Regions from separate parts of the Mus musculus genome. Here all the other regions are linked to region 3. A link is a contact called in public HiChIP or PLAC-seq and promoter capture Hi-C data. All regions are on one chromosome and are shown on one strand. The core of a region is the stretch at or near the end of the contact, and the rest is flanking DNA. Distances in the headings are between cores, read along the strand shown. Region 1 holds the start of Tmem119 (transmembrane protein 119). Region 2 overlaps 1700069L16Rik (RIKEN cDNA 1700069L16 gene). Region 3 holds the start of Sgsm1 (small G protein signaling modulator 1).

Evidence for each region. Promoter capture Hi-C pulls out the DNA fragments that hold promoters and counts their contacts. HiChIP or PLAC-seq counts read pairs in DNA pulled down with a chosen protein or histone mark.
Region 1: a contact with region 3 is called in a promoter capture Hi-C map of embryonic stem cells, with 10 read pairs. The contact joins the promoter of Tmem119 here to the promoter of Sgsm1 in region 3. A contact is called at or near these places in 7 of 39 promoter capture datasets (cranial neural crest, embryonic stem cells, frontonasal cranial neural crest and 3 more) and 12 of 115 datasets of contacts at active chromatin or transcription factors (craniofacial prominence, embryonic basal ganglia, embryonic forebrain and 5 more).
Region 2: a contact with region 3 is called in an H3K4me3 HiChIP or PLAC-seq map of embryonic forebrain, with 5 times the contacts expected there. The contact joins the enhancer-like site here to the promoter of Sgsm1 in region 3. A contact is called at or near these places in 3 of 39 promoter capture datasets (the 3T3-L1 cell line, the SN4741 cell line and hippocampal neurons), 1 of 15 datasets of contacts at CTCF or cohesin (embryonic stem cells), 2 of 484 Hi-C or Micro-C datasets (bone marrow-derived macrophages and embryonic stem cells), 13 of 115 datasets of contacts at active chromatin or transcription factors (SST interneurons, bone marrow-derived macrophages, craniofacial prominence and 8 more) and 1 of 9 other capture datasets (embryonic stem cells).

What each region holds. Positions count from the first base shown.
Region 1 is chr5:113,798,217-113,801,962 of GRCm38.p6, reverse strand. Tmem119 (transmembrane protein 119) reads left to right here and starts at 1,567. Exons shown (of 2, transcript NM_146162.3): 1 at 1,567-1,663. Gm42004 (a long non-coding RNA gene) reads right to left here and starts at 1,397. Exons shown (of 5, transcript XR_878692.2): 1 at 1,312-1,397.
Region 2 is chr5:113,713,843-113,718,073 of GRCm38.p6, reverse strand. The region is part of intron 2 of 1700069L16Rik (RIKEN cDNA 1700069L16 gene); the gene reads left to right. Among named protein-coding and RNA genes, the nearest start is that of 1700069L16Rik, 8.8 kb to the left of the region's middle. Within about 2 kb of position 1,328, at least 74 of the 459 cell types and tissues checked have an H3K27ac peak or open chromatin away from gene starts, as enhancers often do. A contact at or near this core is called in SST interneurons, craniofacial prominence, embryonic basal ganglia and 3 more, where this site is marked.
Region 3 is chr5:113,308,804-113,312,631 of GRCm38.p6, reverse strand. It overlaps Sgsm1 (small G protein signaling modulator 1), which reads left to right and starts at 1,846. Exons shown (of 25, transcript NM_172718.3): 1 at 1,846-1,958; 2 at 2,041-2,084. The coding sequence starts at 1,940.

The DNA.
Region 1 (3,746 bases), core at 318-2,817, 490 kb before region 3:
GCGAGGGTGTCACCGAGGCGAGTAGGAAACTCCCAGAAGATTCCAGGGTGTATTAGCCTCCCTGCCTGGCTCCCCTGTGGTCCTCTCCTGACATGGAACCCTCTCTGGTTTGTGGAAGGGCACCTCACACCCCGTGATGAGTCTTGGCGCACACAGCTCTAGAAGCCTGTGAGTTCCTAGAGGCAGGTCTGTGTCTGTGTCTTGACTGGCTGGGTCCTGCTCAGCTCTGTCTGATCTTCAGTGTCAGGGTGTGTCAGCCATTTACTGAAACAAACAAGTGAATGAGTGAGTGAATGAATGAATGAGTGGATGAGTGAGTGAGTGGATGAGTGAGTGAATTAATGAGTGAGTGGATGAGTGAGTGAATGAATGAATGAGTGAGTGAGTGAATGAGTGAGTGAATGAATGAGAGGACGAGTGAGTGGATGAGTGAGTGAGTGAATGAATGAGAGGATGAGTGAGTGAATGAATGAATGAGTGAGTGAATGAATGAGAGGATGAGTGAGTGAATGAATGAATGAGTGAATGAGTGAGTGAATGAATGAGTGGATGAGTGAGTGAGTAGATGAGTGAGTGGATGAGTAAATGAATGAATGAGTGGATGAGTGAGTGAGTGGATGAGTGAGTGAATGAATGAGTGAGTGGATGAGTGAGTGAATGAATGAATGAGTGGATGAGTGAGTGAGTGAATAAATAAGAGGACGAGTGAGTGAATGAATGAATGAGTGAGTGAATGAATGAGAGGATGAGTGAGTGAATGAATGAATGAGTGAGTGAATGAGTGAGTGGATGAATGAGTGAGTAGATGAGTGAGTGGATGAGTGAATGAATGAATGAGTGGATGAGTGAGTGAATGAATGAATGAGTGAGTGAATGACTGGATGAATGAGTGAGTGGATGAATGAATGAGTGAGTGCCAGGTCCCATGGATCAGTTACCTATGGTGCTTCAGGGTATTTGAACTCCCCACCCCCTCTCCACTTCTGTGGAATGGGCTCATAGCTTCTGCTCAAACTGCCCTACTAGGGCTTAGTGAGGTCTCAGAGTTCAGGATGTCAGTACCTCAGGGAGTACCCTGACCCCCTAAGAATGGAGAAACTGAGGCCAGGGGAGGAAGGGCCCGGGCAGTGCCTGATCTCAGCATCCCCAGGTTTCCCTGAGACACCCCCACTCCCACTCTGCACCCTAAGCTTGGAAATCCTGAGTCACAGCTGGATTGGGCCACGCCACGGAGATTTTTTCCTTCCCACTTCCAGGGGCCCCAGATCTTCCTGACCTCATCCTTCAGGGAGTGTGGGGGATGGGACGGACCTCAGCTCAGAGTTCTGGGAACGTTCTCCTGGAAGCCCCTCTGTCTGTCAGTCTGTCTGAGCCTGCCCAGGGGACCTGAGGTCAAGAAGAAGCAAGCTTGGAGTGTGAAGAGGGTGGGACTGTGGGTGGCCCGGCATAGTCCCGCCCCACACTGTCCCCACCCCAAGCCCTCTTAATGAAATCAAGCTGGCCCTCCAGCCCAGCAGGGAGGAGGAAAGGGGAGGGCCTGGAGGCCGAGGCGGGCAGGCACCAGCCAGAGCAGCTGGCGGCAGACGGCAGGCAGACAGTCAGACCGTCTAGCGGGCCTGGCTTGCCTACCTGGCAGCTGCACCCGGTCCTTCACCCAGAGCTGGTAAGTCTCTGCCTCCTGCTGCTGGGGACTCTTGGAGAACTCCGCAGAATCCCTAAGTGTGCGTGCAATCTGTGTGTGTGTTTGAGGCCGTGAGCACCCATGTGATTAGATATGTGATTAGATGTGTGAGCATGGATGAAGGCGGCACGCGTGTAGTTGGGATGTAGAGAGGGTGCCAGGGCGACGTTTCCAGGGCCAGTGTGCTGCTGGTGTAAACTTGTATTGTCCCGTGTGTTGCGGTAGGCTGTGTTTGGGATGTCTGATGCACCACTTGGAATACTTGTGTGTGTGTGTGTGTGTGTGTGTGTGTGTGTGTGAGCTTATGTGTAGACTCTGAGACCTCAGGCTCCTTCCAAGCCTCTTCTTGAGGGACCAGGACCCTGTCCTTGCAGGCAGGCCCTGAGGGAATAGGCTAGGCATACAATGTTTCAGCCACAGCCCCCCCCCCCCCAGTCTCCTAATTGAAGCCAGGTTTCTGTGGCCTGCCTCTCCATCACTGGCCATCCGTTTCTGAGTGAGGGCTGGTAGAACAGAGGCTCTGGGTTAGCTGTCTCAGGTCCTTGGGTACCCAGTCCTTCCTTCGGGGTGGATTCGCCTCATCTGCATATTCATGGACATCTCAATTTAAAACAGAAGCTCTTAAGACAGAGGGTCTAGCAGGGAGAGCATACTGGACAAGTGCATCCACTTGCTAACATTTATTACATGCTAGGCACTGCTGTGACCTGTCCCCATTGCGCAGATGTGGAAACTGGAGCTCAAAGGGTTGACATGCCCAACCCTTTGGGAGGGTATAGTCGAGCTGTTCTGAGCCACCTCTCCATCAGGGGCTCTCTCTGTTGGGCAGGCTGTTTACAGTCTGACTGAGTTCCCTCTGGTGCGAATCCTGAGTGCTTGTATAGGAGCAGGCAGGCAAAGGACGTCTGGCACATCAGCAATCATTTCAGACCTGTTCAGGTCAGTTCTTCTGTTCCCCAGAGGGGAAACTGAGGCTTGGAGAATTTAAGGGTCCCATGACCATCTCCATGCAGACCTGAGTCCTCTTGTTTAGTCACCTGCTACCTTTCTCTGGGAGCAAGGAGAGACTGGGGGGGGGGGTGAAGTTCTGAGAGTAGGGGGTCTTGTTCTTCAGAGACAGGAATGGTTTCTGCTTCTTCTTCTGCACCCCTTTGGCTGATTGCAAGTGCCACAGAGAGGTCAATGCTTTCTTGGATCCCCATTGCGGTCTACACGTGCGTGTTCATGCACACGTGTGTGCACGTGTATTCTGCTCTTTTGCTGGGGATGCGGAGCGGGGTGGGGGTGGGGGGGACGACGACAAGTGAGGACAGCCGTGGATCCGCAGAGGGGAAAAATCTGGCTTCTCCTGCAGCATTCCATTCCTGAGTTCTAGCTTTCCTGTGGGACCGACCCTGTGCTGGCACTTCTAGAATGTTCTCTCGCACAGTCCCGACAGCTCTTTGAGTATCAGCGTGGAGTCATCCTGCCACTGCCCATTTGCAGATGGGCAAAGTGAGATTGAGAGGAGACAGCTGGCAGATTTAGACAGGATGGAACCAGGGAGATCTAGCCAGACCAGTGGCTTTTCAACTGATGCATCTGAGGACTTCTCCGGTGCTGTGGCATTGTGGTCACGGTGGCCTGTCCCTCTGGAGCAACAGCCCTCACTAGCCACAACCATATTTTTAGACGACATCATAATATGTAGCTCAGGATGATTTTCGAATGTGCAACCCTGCCTCTGTCTCCCGGGTGATGACCCAGGGCTGTGGTGTAGTTCAGCACGCACAAAGCTCTCAGTCCAGTTCCCAGCACCACCCCAAAAAGGGGAGCATGCTAGGTCAGTTAAATTCTTGCCAAGAAAAAAAATTCGAACTCCAGTTCAGGCCCATCGTCCGGGCATAGTTAGTCATGTGTGCCCCAGATCTCAGCCTTGAAAGGTCAGGGATAGGGAACAGCCTAGATACTTGTGATTCTCCACTCCTAGGGAGAGATCTCCTGGGCGGGGGTGGGGGATAGTACCCCAAATTAGCCTCTGGCTTCCATGTGCACGCACATACATGCACACCGTCATAGCACGTGG
Region 2 (4,231 bases), core at 79-2,578, 410 kb before region 3:
CATTCAGATTGGATTCAGACTCACAGTTGCCCCGCCTCAGTTGACCAGGCTTCCTTGGGGTGACAGGGACATGCTGCCATGTTTGACTAGGACAGTGTGTTGAGATGTAATGAGAGAAATTCTGGGCAACTCAGTGAGATTCTGGAGCTGTGACTCGGTGCCTGGATCTGGGAATTCTGCTTCACCCTGATGAGCCCATTTCCCCTGATCCCCAAATAATGAGAGTATGATGTGTCTATAGAAAGATAAAGAGAGGGCACACACAAATACACATTACACACACATATATGTATGTATGTGTATATATGATTTATTTATTTGGTTTTTCAAGATAAGGTTTCTCTGTGTAGCCCTGGCTGTCCTGGAACTCACTCTGTAGACCAGGCTGGCCTCAAACTCAGAGATTTACCTGCTTCTGCCTCCCAAGTCTAGGATTAAAGGCGTGTGCTACCACTGCCTGGCAAGGGGATATGTTCTATGGAGGTATAAGGGAAGGGGATGTTTCAGCGGGCCCATGCCAAGGCTTCCCTTCCCCTTGAGGGACCAGCCACATGGTGGTATAGTATAGAATAGAGTTCATTCAGGGCATGGGGAAGGGAGTTAAGAGGGTAGTGGAGGCAGAGAAAGAGAGAGAGAGAATGAGAGAGCTAGCTAGCTAGCTAGCTAGAGAGAGAGAGATAAGTAGAGGAGTAGAGGCTGGCCATGAGCAGGTGGAGAGAGGGGGAAGGGAATGGGGAAGGGGAGAGGGGACAGAGAGGGAGCAAGAAGACAAGAGAGCGAGGAGGGGGCAAGCAGCCCCTTTTATAGTGGGTCAGGCCTCCCTGGCTGTTGCCAGGTAACTGTGGAGTTGAGCTTAGACAGAATGCTAACAGTGTGGGTACATCAGGCGGCCTTGAGACCAAATGTGCGTTGGAACTGTTTGGTGAGATGCTTCAAAAGTACAACCCAGGACTCAAGCTTACACAAAGTGATCAACAATAAAATCCCAGGGGCTGGAAGGCTGTTCCCTCCTTCCCAGCAGGCTTTAGGAAACTGAATTCACATTGATGACAGTCCTCTGTTGGTGCAGAGAACAAACCCAACCCCACCTCCCCGACTCCACTTTCTGGGGAAGCTAAGGATGCAAGCATTAGTGGTAGTTGCCCCTCCTTCCTCTCCCATCCCCTTTCCCTTCTCCCTCGCTCCCGCCCTCCCTTCTCAGATCCGCCCCCACCTCCAGCAGCCTTCCCTCATTACAACAGTCTCCTCCCTCCCTCCGTTCTCAGCCCCGGCCCCATTGCATCCTTTGGAGCTTTCCATGGTCCTGAAATCAGTTGAGCATCTTCCTATCAACTGTTTACAAAGGCAGTGTGAACAGTCTCCTCTCCCTGGGCGGTCTCCCCACTCTCCTCAGCGTGGTGGAAGGAGAATAAATTCTCTTCTCCTCGTGTTGCCAGTGCATTGGTTGCCATAGCAGCAGAGAGAGCAGATGAAAGCTAGGCTCTCACCTAAGTGGAATTAAAAGCCACCCTCTTGGGGGAACAAATGGCTCCAGGAGGACCCTGAGAACTGAAGAGCATTAGTCTATTATTGTTTTTATTTTTTACTCATTCGGTAGGGTGGGATGAGGTTCTGGGAAGGAGAAGAGGTGGGGGTGGGGTCCATAAGGGCTTCTTAGGGTGGGAAAATGCAAGACAGTGATACCAACAGGAACGATGATAACTCACAGGGCCACTACTCTTAAAAAAAAAAAACGGTGACAGATATTTCAGAATGCCAGTGGAGTATATAACCATGGGCTTTGTGTGTGTGTGTGTGTGTGTGTGTGTGTGTGTGTGTGTGACCAGAGAGTACTATGAAGTGACTTGAATGTTGTCTGTAGGAAGCTTCCTTATTGCCTGGGACTTCTAGGTTAGGGGAATGCCTAGACCATGGCACTTGCTCCTCCCCCATCACTTTCCTCTTTCTCTGCCTTCTCCTCCTCTTCTTCCTCCTCTTCCTTCCCCTCCTTCTCCTCTGCAGCCTCCTCCTCCTCCTCCCGAGCAAGCTCTGGACCCCACCCTTAGTCACAGTGACAGTCTCCAAAGCCAAGCCTGGGTGAGGATCATTGCTAACTGCAGGGCTGTCTTCTTGGGTCAAGGTTACTGCTGGGGGCAGCATTCAAGACCTTATGGTGGCCAGAGAGTTGTCTGTCATTATGTCTGACTAGAGAAGGATTGCATTCAAGTACAGCAATTTCTCTTTTCTACCAGAAGAAAGGGCTGTGGCTATTCACTCAATCACAATGATTAATTTCCTGTCCTGTAGACCACAGACCAGCCCAAGAGAGTGACTGCCTGAGTTATCTACATTTTACAGACGAAGTATACAAGGCCCAGAGAGGTGAAGTAGCTCTCAGAGTTCACACAGCTAGGAAGTGCCAGAGTTGGGACTTGAACCCTAGGTCACCTACCATTCCAGGGAACCCAGCTTGCTTGAGGCCAAAGAGCAGGCACTCTTGGGACTTTGCCAATCAAGGGCATCTTTGGATCATAGAGACCCACAGAGAGAAAGGTTTGCATCTGGCTCCTCCTGCACTGAATGGCTGTGGGCCTCAGGGTCACAGGGGAAGCTGGGCTTCATGCCTGTTATCTGGAAAGGATGGGTGGGATTTCTCACCCACTCATGTGCCACAGGGCTGGGTGGTAATGTTGGCTTGAGAGTTATTTTTATAGCCCATCCCCCAGATGCTGTGAGAGACAAGAATACGAGTCACTGATGACCAATAGTTGTGCTATTGTTGTGGAAGGGAAAAAATTCTCACCAGCTCATCTTTGGACAAAGGTCTACAGATACCTAACTAATTAGGGGATGAGTCCTCCAGTTGGTTCTCTGATACCAAGTGTTCATCCCTGAAACCAAACACACACACACACACACACACACACACAAATACACACACACACACAAATACACACATATAATTAGCATTAGACAGATCAGCGGGTTGTATTTATATATTTGTGTGTGTGTTAAACAATAGCATTCAAAGAAAAAGAGATCTTGTGTTTGAGGGGGAGTGAAGTGGGACATGGGTGGCAGATGGAAGGAAGGGACACAGGAGGGGTTGGAGAGAGGAGAGAAATGGAAGGGGGAAATAATACAATGTCTTAATTGAAATAAATTTGAAAAGAAATCCATAAATGTAGACTGAAAAATAACAAGTGAACCTTCAAAATAAGATTTAAACTTTTTTTAAAAAGATGTATTTATTTATATGGGTGCTCTATCTGCATGTTTGCCTGCACACCAGAAGTGGGCATCGGATCCCATTACAGATGGTTGTGAGCCACCTTATGGTGGCTGGGAATTGAACTCAGGGCCTCTGGAAGAGCAGACAATGCTTTTAATCACGGAGACATCTCCCAGCCCAGATTTAAACATTTTTAAAGTAAAACAATGAACAAACAAACAAACAAACAAACAGAAGGGTCATCCAATCAGAGAGGTCAGGTCAGGTTTGTCAACTCTCAGAGCAGAACAGGAAGCAACTAAGTCTGGCCTGGAGATGGCCCAGGTGGTCAATGGGCTCATCTGGTCAATGGGCTCATCTGGGGACCTGAGTCTAACAACCCAGGATCCATATGAAGAAGCCAGGCATGGTGGCCTGGAGTGGGGTGGAGCAGGGTGGGGAGGGTCTGGGGGGCGGTGCTCACTGCTCAGTCAGCCCAGCCAGCAGGGAGCTTCAGGCTCAGTGAGGGACTGTCTCAAAACATCAAGTGGAGAGTGATGTAGAAAGACACCCAAAGCCTCCAGGTGGTCCCCTCAGTGTGTAGCTCTGAGGCCATGGAGGCAGGGGACAGCAAGATGGGTGGCTGGGGATGCTGAGTGTCTGCAATCGTGCAGGACCTAAAAATCACCTCTATCAGTCCTGTTCACCTCCTGTGCTTAGATTGTAAATCGTAACTATTCACAGGGTGTCAAAGGTTAAGATGTTACACCAGGAGGGATTTAAAGGATGCAGCCATCACAAGTCTGTGGAGGGGAATAACCACTGCATAAAAATAAGTAACTTGGAATAAAGTGTTCTCCAACAATAACGGCAATCTTGGCTCTAAATAAGAATGACTTATGGGCTGGAGAGATGGCTCAGCGGTTAAGAACAGACTGCTCTTCCGAAGGTCCTGAGTTCAAATCTCGGCAACCACATGGTGGCTCACAACCATCTGTAATGGGATCCGATGCCCTCTTCTGGGGTGTCTGAAGACAGCAA
Region 3 (3,828 bases), core at 597-3,096:
ATGAAGGGGCCCCAGGAAATGAAAAGGAGCTGAATCCTACGTTCAAGGAGACAAACGGATTAAGGGAGTGGTGATCTCAGGGCAAGATCCCACCCAGCTAAGCTTATTGTTTGCAGCTAAACCGTGGATAGTTATATTATTATGATGTGATTATTGGTTTCACTTGGAGATAAGGAGATATGACTGTGTGTCAAACTGTCACAGGATGACACAAGCTTTTAGATCTAGGTGAAGGAAAGCTTAGGTCCAGGCATGGTGGACCATGACTTTGATCCCAGCATTCAGGAGATAGAGCCATGCAAATCTCTTGAGCTCAAGAGAGTGAGTTTACAGAGCAAGTTCCAGGACAGCCAAGCATATTGAAACCACCACTAGAAACCATTTATATTAGAGGAAAACTTCTATGTTCTCTGAAAAGGTTTGAAGGGCTTGGCGAGAAACATCTGATTCATCTTAACCTGCCCCTGGTGAGATGATCCACCCGGTCCATGGCTTGAGCTATTGCTTGCTTTGTGTATGGACCTGAAGAAAATTCTCCCACGTCTTGGGCTTGACTTTCTTTGTGTGTGAGGCTCATGGGGGGGGGGGGGGGGGCTGGAGGCTCGGTAAGTTTATGCAACCAGAGCTCCGGATGTAGTAAGTCCTCAATTATATTTGTCAAGTCCTTATTTCTCATTCTGTGGCATCCTGGAGACACTAAGCACACCTCACTGGAGAGAGTGGGGGAGGAGAGAGTGGGGGGGGGTATCGTGACAGAGACACCACTGCCACACACAAGAGGGGTTCTGGTATACACACACACACACACCAGAAGAGGTCATCAGATCTCATTACAGATGGTTGTGAGCCACCATGTGGTTGCTGGGATTTGAACTCAAGACCTCTGGAAGAGCACTCAGTTCTCTTAACCGCTGAACTGTATGGATTCCTCTTCCCCAAGCATTCCCCAGCCTCCTCCTTTCCCTTCTTGCTCAGAAAGAAAACTCAGCAAGATGCCCCTTGTTCCACAAGACAGCCCCGGTCACTGGTATCTCCCCTGCATCGACTCCACGTCCCTCTAGAACCTTCCAACCCTCTATCACTTGCTCAGATGGTTTACTGTCTACCATCTGAGTGCTGCGGCAATGTGTCCATCTCCTTTGCTTCAAACTCCCAACCCTGGGACTGAGAGATCCTGGCTGAACCCTGGTTCCCAGTATAGGGGGAGCAGCAAGTGAAGAAGAGGCAGGCTTCTTCCAGATGGGGAGTCAGTGTATCTGATTAGTCTGAAAAGGGAGAAAGGGAGAAGAGAGGAGGAGGAGTAAAAAGAGGAGGAAGAGGGGGAGGGGGAAGGGAAGGGGAGGAGGGGACGGAGGAAGGGGGTATATGAAACAGCAGCAGCTACCCCGTATGAAAGCTGGCCCTTTTTTTGTTTTGTTTTGTTTTGTTTTGTTTTTTTTGTCTTGTCTATGATGAGAATTACACATCAAATATCTCGCTTGATCATCAGCTCATTCTAGAACTTATACCCACTTTATACAGGATGAGTCTAGTTTTATTGTGGCGGCAGGGCCTGGCTATGTCGCCCAGGTTGAGTCCCCTGCCTCAGTCTCCCCACTGAGGAGTCGATAGGAGTGTGCCCCGTGCCTGGCTTTGCCTCGTTTCTAAATACGCGTGGATGGACACACGGGATGTGGAGCACGGTTCCGCATCTTAGGTCACCCTAGGCAACTTGGCAAGGCCTGTCGCTAACGCCTGGAGGAGGCTGGATGCGGATGCTCTGCTGTATGCTGTCCAGGAGGCGGCGCTGAGCTTTCGTGGGTGGGGTGGGCGGGATGTCAGGTTCTGACGTCTACATCCTGGGCTGTCATTCATCCCCTGCCGGTCCCGCCCCCTCGCGGCTGCAGCAGGGCGCGGAGCGGGGACGCGTCCGGGAACCGGGCACCGACCAGCTTGAGCCATGGCTTCGGTCCCTGCGGGTAAGCACGGGCGGGCAGCGGGAGGGCGGCCAGGCCCCGCGGCCTCGGTGCCGCTCACCGCGCTTCCCTGCTTGTCCCGCAGAGGCCGAGACCCGCCAGAGGCTGCTGCGCACTGTGAAGAAGGAGGTAGGGGCGGCCACCCCAGGGTGACAGGGCCACCGCGGGCTTCTGGCTGGCGGTGGCTGTGCATGGCTAACTAGGGCGGGGGCTGGGGAGGGGTCGCTGGAAAACGGGTGTTTCAGTGCGTGGGGCCCTCTGGGTGTAGGATCGGAAGGTGTCCAGGTGGGACCTCGCGGAGGGGCAGGTTCTCATTGCTGGGGGTAGAGTAGGGTGATGCGGGGCTCCTCATTAGAGATGCGGAATATCCCCGAGGAAGATCAGGTTTTGGGAGGGGACAGGTTCAATTTTGGAACATGAAGCTATCCCCCAACCCATGTCAGATACTCAGTCCTTGGAGCCACCTCTAGGTGCCAGGGACTTTGTGCAGGAGAGCCTGTGACCTGGGCCAGGGTCACAGAGCAGGTGCCCTCCACTGATACATGGGATCAGACAGGAGTGGCTGCCTGCCTCCCCCGGGATGAAGGAAGCAGCTGAGATCCTAGCCTTACCTCGGCGTTCACAGCCAGTGACCTCCCAGGGCCGTGGGAATTGGGAGAGTTTAGAAGGCTGAGGCGACGTTTAGATGTCTGTGGGCCTGTGGTGTAGATGTATGTTGCCCAGGACATGTGCATATATGTATGTGCACCTGCCTGGAAATACCTAAGGATGATCTATATATTGTGTCTGCTTGTGCGAGTCTACGAATGTGTATTTGTGTGAATGGGTAAGATTGAGTATGTATGTGGTGTGGCATTGCCCTCCCATTTTGGCTCCGCCCTATCCTTCAGTCACCCCCACCCCCCATTCCCGTCCCTGCTGCCTTGTCTTCATCCTGGGGTTCTTATCCCAAGTCCTTGCTTGGCTGTGAATCTGTGAGCCAGGCTGGAGTCTGTCCCTTGCTTCCTGAGCATGGAGGTGTGTGTATACCTGTGGGGTGTGTGTGCGTGTGTGCGCGCGCGCGTGTGTGTGTTAGGGGTGTCACTCAGGAGGGCCTCCCTTCCTGGTGGCAGCCACCTGGGCAGTTGGAGGCCCGGACCTGTCCCCGGTTCCTTCCTCCTCTTGGGGATCGTGGGTGTGTGCCTGTGTTTGTGTCTCTGTGTGTAGCACATTCCTTTTAAAGAACTAGCTCCGTGGATTGCTGCAGATTCTAGAATTTTCCTTCGAGGTGATATGTAAGATGGATAGAAGGGGGTCCCTCAGAAAGGCCTAGAAGTCTTTACCTCCATCTTTGTAAAGACCTGTTTGAAGATACTATCCAGACCCCAACCCTGAAACCTCACACCCCTGCCCTTCGGGGAAGGGTCTCAGCCCTTAGGTTTAAAGCTGGAAGGCCGTGGTTTTTTACCCAGCCCTGGCTGTAATGCTTGCTCCTCATGCCTGGAGCTGACCCCCACTTTACTAGGGAAATGGTTGACCAAATAGGATGTACAATGAAAGACAGGGTCAGCAGGCCCTGGGGAACCTAGGAGACATCCGTGTATAGCTGTGCCACATGGCCCCTCAGAGTTCATCTTTCCTACGTCCTCTCTTTGTAAGATCACCGCTTTCCCATCTGCAGAGTGACGCATGTGGCCCCATGGCCCACACACATGTCCCTTACTGTTCCTCCCCAGTCTAGCTTGGGTTCCTGGAAATGCTGTGGGGACATTGCTCTCCACCCTGTGTCCACAAGTCTGCTGGATTCCCTGCTTCTGTGGTCCCACTAAGTTTGGAGTGAGCCATCTTCTTGGCTCAAGCCGGAGTAGAGTGGCCAGGCAAGGACAGTTTCTTG